Linked DNA regions of Arachis hypogaea: region 1 is linked to region 2. Evidence: chromatin contacts called from public Hi-C data. All regions are on one chromosome and are shown on one strand. Each heading gives the region's core, a stretch centred on a gene start, on an enhancer-like site or on the middle of the called end of the contact. The rest is flanking DNA. Distances are from core to core; before and after follow the strand shown.

Evidence for each region. A called contact is a pair of places that touch in the nucleus more often than the background predicts.
Region 1: a Hi-C map of leaf shows a contact between it and region 2, with 4 times the contacts expected there. The contact joins the enhancer-like site here to the promoter of LOC112791116 in region 2. A contact is called at or near these places in 2 of 8 Hi-C or Micro-C datasets (leaf and an unstated tissue).

The regions. Positions count from the first base shown.
Region 1 is chr3:120,426,522-120,429,476 of arahy.Tifrunner.gnm2.J5K5, reverse strand. No RefSeq gene overlaps it. Among protein-coding and RNA genes, the nearest start is that of LOC112791117, 4.5 kb to the left of the region's middle. Within about 2 kb of position 1,651, at least 1 of the 3 cell types and tissues checked has open chromatin away from gene starts, as enhancers often do.
Region 2 is chr3:120,336,806-120,340,146 of arahy.Tifrunner.gnm2.J5K5, reverse strand. It overlaps LOC112791116 (mitogen-activated protein kinase kinase kinase 3), which reads left to right and starts at 1,700. Exons shown (of 11, transcript XM_025833837.3): 1 at 1,700-2,596; 2 at 3,269-3,341. The coding sequence starts at 2,178.

The DNA.
Region 1 (2,955 bases), core at 402-2,901, 89 kb before region 2:
TCAAGACAGACAAAACTAAACAGAAAAATACAAAATGAAGAACATTGAAGGAGAAGAACTTCTGTTAGCTTGGATAGCTATGAGAACTCTGTGCTTTTCACTCTTTTCTCCTTGCCTCAAGTCCTGGCTGTTCTCCCTTATTTATAGAAGGGGAAGCCTCCAAGGTTGAAACTGTTGAATCGAGCTAATCTTCTTCTTCTTCAAACCAAAATCGGTTTGGCCAGAGAGAGAGGAGAGGAAACTAAACGCTAAAATCAACATGCAATTACCTCTGTGTCATCCCTTCTCACCAAACTTCATCAATCCAGGCCTTCCATCTTGACTTGCTCCCCAAAAAGGATTCCTGACCCTTGATGAGTCCTTGATGCTTGACAGCTCCTCCTGCTATTATCTTCTGCCTCTTCATCCACGTAGCTACAGTAGCTACCTCCTGTGGTGGTTGATCAAAAGTAGAGACGAGTCATGCTTCCAAGGGATCTTTTTCCTCTGACCGAGATGAATTTCTTCCATTTTTGGGTATGGAAAGCTTGAGACTTTCTCACCACTTCTTACCATAAGTGGCAAAGATCTCAGACACATCTTATTGTGGATCTTTTTTCTGCTAAGTGCATCATCACCTTAGCCCTTTTCTTTCTTCTAGTTTCACTGCTACAGTAGCTCATCATTGATAACTTGTATTTTCTTCTTCTCTGTGACATGACCGAAAGTGATGAAAGAAGAGAGAGAAGAGAGAGATTGCTTTCAAAAAAAAAAAATAATAAAGAAAATTAAAATCAATTACACTTAATTAAACCCACTTCCCTCTTTCATAGTAACGTGTGAAGCAATAATAGCAATCAAATCAATTTCAAATTTTCTCTCTCATGTTATCAATAAATTCTATCAAATGAAGGGTGTGGTAACCATGAAAACATGAAGCTTTTGCTTTTTTTCTTTTTCAATTTTGGACCAAACTTCATTGGTCTTGCACCAAAGAAACAATTGGGCTTGTTTAAAGATTTTTCTGGCCCAATTCACATAATAATAATTTTAGCCATATATATCTTCAAGTTTTTGCAGAAGGCTGATTTTCTTCAACATGTTGAACTGGATATCAAATTCAATTCACATAATAATAATTAACAAATATAAGTTGAAAATCAAATTAATAATTTTGTAATTAATCATTTTAATAATGTTTGATCATCATTAAATTAATTTAGAATTTTTCAAACTCATCATCTTGACTTGGTTCTTATCTTTTTTTTAAGAAAAAAATACCGAGTCAGATTCTTTTCTTACCCGTATCGAATAAAACATACTGAGCCAAATTTTCTTCATGAAAAACATGCTTTATTTAGATTGAGAAAATCGTACGGATTTTTTAAAATTATGTGCTATTACTTAAATCCGTAGTCAATCCTATTTTTGATAAGAACAGTTGACAGTCAAATCCTATAGATATAAAAGAAAATATTTTTATACTATTAAAATTAAAAAATATACGAATAAAAGATTATATATTATTATAATGAAACTGTATCGATCGAGACTTGAGAGCTAAATGAATTTATTGTTGTAGAAGCATACTTGTGACATGTGACATGCCTTTTAGTTTGGGATCAAGTGGTAGTGGGTGTGAGCGTTGTAAAACAAAATATCATGTTAATAAATTATTGTATTAGTTGTGTGAGGATAACCAGATAAGATGGTAGAAAACCTCAAAAAGTCAAGGTCACCTATACTTTTAACAGAGAAGGAAAAAGTAATCCACTAATTATGCCACCAATAGCAACGTAAAAAGGCGGAATATACAAAGAGATCATGTAAAATCAAATTAATTTTCCAGCCACCACTTCATTCATCCCTTTCGCCTCTTCCCGGTCAGTCGGTCACCATTCCCCCCTGTTTTATGAGTATCTAGTATCTATTTAAAAAGAAAAATCGCATAAGATCTCCTTTCAACGTGTTGTAAATGAGTATCTACTATCTAGACTCTAGAGCCATTGTCTTGATATAGAAAAATTCATATATGCTTTATCGCATTAAGATTGTAATCCTATCTTTTACGGCACCAAAAGAAATAAAATTATTCATATACTAGCACATGTAAAAATACACTTGTGGCGGCACACAGAAGAGATAATGGTATAGCTAGTGTGTTAGAATAATAATGACAGCAAAGAATGAAAATAGTAAAATTTATTGGGATAATCAATAATGTAAAGAGTTATATATAATTATGAACAATTCCATGGTAAAAAAAATTTGTATGGAAAAATTAAAAAAAAATGTATAATTTATTTTAAGAAATTAATAAAAATAAAATGATATATTTTTTAAATAAAGATCTAATTATTTATGAGAAAAAATTTGTATTTTTTTATTCTTTTTTTCTTCATCTTATCATACATAATTATCAAATTGAACTGGACCGGTCAATTTAACTAAAAAATTAATAAATCGATAATTTAATCGATTCGGTTTATGAATTGGAGCACCAGTAATAAAATTAGTCAAATATGATCAACAGAAGTCAAATCTGTTGAAAAACTAGACGGTTCGCATTGAACCGATGCTGTCTGGAGGCATGATTCGCATGCGTTCACGGTGGGCTGGACACTAGGGGTGCACATGGCCCGGCTCAATCCGAAGACCCGGCTCGGCCCTGAACACTTTAGGGGCTAATTTGGTGTGATTTCATCGGGTTTAGGGTTGGGTAAGGGTCTCAAAAATAGACTCGGTCATTATTTTGGGTCAGATCCGGGCCATAGCTCGGGTCACCTGAAGTCGGCCTGGTGGCCCGGTCATCATACACAATTAATATTTTGTGTTATTAGTGATGGATCATAACTATTCTTATGTGGAATTTAAATATTGTAAACCATAATATTTTGTGTTATTAGTCATTATAAGACTAAGTTAATGTTTTATGTTTAAAATGCATAAGACTTTAGACTAATGCATAATATTGTG
Region 2 (3,341 bases), core at 451-2,950:
CTATGATAGATTGGACAGTGGAGGGGTTGGACCATGACGAACATGAAGAAGAGGTTGGTGATTGGTGAATGAGGAGGTTTTAGAGCACGACGACTAGATGAAGACGAAAGATTTTAAGCGTGACGGACGACAACTGTGAGTATAACAGTCATGGCGGTGGTGATGGCTACCTGGCTAGGATTTCTTTTGACGGAAAAATTCTGAACTATTAAATTGAATAGATGTAAAAATGAAGTTATGTAAAAGAGAAAGACACGTGATGAATCTTGTCTTTTTTTAAATAAAATCCAAAATAACGTCGTTTTATAAAATCGATCAATTCTTAATTTGATCGACGACCGATTTAATGATTCAAAATTAATTTTTTGAAATGGTGATTTTTTTTGTTAGACCAGATTGCAAAAGCTTCTGATTTCTGATTGGACCGGTCTAACTAAATAATCCGATCTAATTTTTTACAACCAAGGTCCTGCTCCTGCTGATCCCTTGTTTCCATCCCAGTTAGGTTATCTTATTTTTAACATAGGCAATATTTTATCCTAGAAAAGGAAAAATAAGGTATACTTTTGTTTTAAATTTATTAAAAAATTTAAAAATATTTTTATGTTTTATTTTGTTTTAATTTTATTTTAAAAATTTTATTTATATCAAATATATTTTTAACAACTAAATTTTAAAAAATATAGAGATAATTTAGTAATAATTTTATAAGGACAATTTTTAATACAAACAAATTAGAATAAAATTTTGTCATTAATTTTTAGTTGTCAAATATTATTAATAAATTGATCCTAAATTTTTCAAAAATTTAATTGTTACAGATACATTTGATAGAAATAAAAAATTTCTAAAACAAAATTGAATTAAAATAAAATTTAAGAATATATTTTTTTAATTTTTGACAAATTTTAAAAATAAAAATATACTTTATTTTTCTCAAATGGTGATGATTAAGAATCTTAATTCATTATCTTAAGTATTCTCTTAATAGATAAAAATTTAAATATATATGTTATCTTTTAAAAATGTCAAAAAATAAAAAATTTATTTTTTTATTTAAAAAATAAAAATGAATAAAAATTTTTAATCATTTTATATTCTTAAATTATTTATGAATAATGGTATAGAATTCGTATAAATTCCTATTTTTGACTAATAATTAATTAATAATATTTAAAATATTAATTAAAATATAATAGTAAATTACTGAATTAAATATATTAGATTATTGATTAAAAATACCGTAAAAATAATAAATTATGGCATTATGCTAGTCTATATTTGAGTTTGTATTTCACTATATTTATAAGGATTTAGTTAATATGTATTTTAAAATATATGATAAATTTACGATGAATTAAAAAATGTAAATATTTTTTATTTAATAAATATAAAATAAATATTTTAAAATTAAATTTTTTATATTTTTAATAATTTTTTAATTTATAAATTTATCATGTGTCTTTAAAATACAAGAAAGACACAATAATTAAAAATTTATTTAAAAAGTCTTAAAAATTTATTTTTTTAAATTTTTTACTTAATAAAAATAAAAATATTAATGTTTAGTGTAATTTTTAAAATTAAATAATAATTTTTTAAAAAATTATTTAAATACTTATAAAAAAGTCAATTTTTTTTAAAATAAACATTTTTAAAACACAATCTTATTTATAATGCCTTGCAGGCCAATCCGTCTGCGAGTGTGTAGTGTAAAAATCGGATTTGGAAAGAAATAGCACAATAGCCAATGTGGATTCTCACGTATATGTATGTATGTATGTATCTACTCCCTTCACAGGTAACAGCACCGCCACCAAACAGAACCAACCAATCCCATTCTATTTTGTAAAATGCAAAAATAAGAAGAAAAGATATTTACAAAGAAAATGAAGGAAGGAGACACAGTTATACTGTCAATTGGGACACGCTAATACCACTCACTTCATTCTGATTCCTCCATATCAAAGTAAACTGCTCTAACAAACACACTCACTTGCATTCTCCCTCTATACGAAATAGCCACGTCATTTCCCCGCTTTATCCAACCACCGTGACTCACCTCTCTCCCTATCTTTCCTCGCATCTTCTTCTCTTTCACCTTCCAATTCCAAACACCACCTCTCCTTCTTCTTCTTCTTCTTCTTCTTCAAACTTGTGGTTTCTACTGTTCTAGAATGCCGGCGTGGTGGAGTAGAAAATCCTGCAAGAACAAACAGCAGAATCAGGGTGAGGTTGAAGATGAGGAAGAGACACGTGGCAGGCAGAAATTCAATCTGATAGGATCGCCGATTAGCATTATCAGCAGCAGGAAGAAAGGCAAGGACAAGAACAAGAACAACAAGAGCTTCGATGAGCTTATCGCCTCTCGCAACTCACCGAGGACAAGCAAGGAATTCGCCAGCGTCGACGGTAACGACAATAACAGAGACCGAGACAGAGGGCTTCCGTTGCCTCGCCCTACGGTTTCGGCCAATCACAGCTTCAACAACGATCAGGGCCTCGTCTTTGGATCTACTTCGCTATCTGGTTCCAGCGTCAGCTCCTCAACCTCTTACGATGACCACCCTATATCTCCTCAATTCATTAACAACAGGTTTCCTTCCCCCTACGATTGACTCAATTCCTCTTTCCACTTTGTGGATTTTGTCCTTCTCTTTGTTCAGCTCAGTTTTCGTGTTTGATCGATTGATCCGCTTTTTTTAGGAGCCTTATATTGTAATCATTGATCTGATTCTCTGTAATTGCTTTATGAGCTTCAGTTATGGCTTATAGTTTTTCCCCACTTCCTTTTTCCGTTTGATCTACACGAAAAAGAAAAAGAAAAAGAGACTTTTTGCTCCGTCAAATAAGCAATTTTGTAAAAGGGATAAGAGGATAGATGGTGTGATTTATGACTCCCAATCTATTTTTACTTTGAGGGATCTTGATTATTGAACTATTTAGTTCCCTAAAAATTTTGTCAACTAATGATTATCTCGGGAAAAATCACAGTGAACATATATGTTAATTTTGAGGAGCTAGTTAGTTAACTCTAGCCTTGTTGGCCATAATCCAACTATTTTTACATATATTATCTATACAACATCCATGCATCCTACTGTTTGACTGTTTCTAATGATTTATCATTATCGAAATGAATTCAGGGGTATATAGTCCTTAATGACTCTATAAGGAACAGAAATAACAAGATTCAGATATGCATTTTGCTGTGTCCTTCTCCAATCTAGTGTTAAACTAATCCCTGTTTATTTCTTTCTTTATGCAGAGGACAAGGTGACATCAAATTCCATGTGAGGCCAAAGAGCCCAGGTGCCGGGTCAAGGGGGCCGACAAGCCCT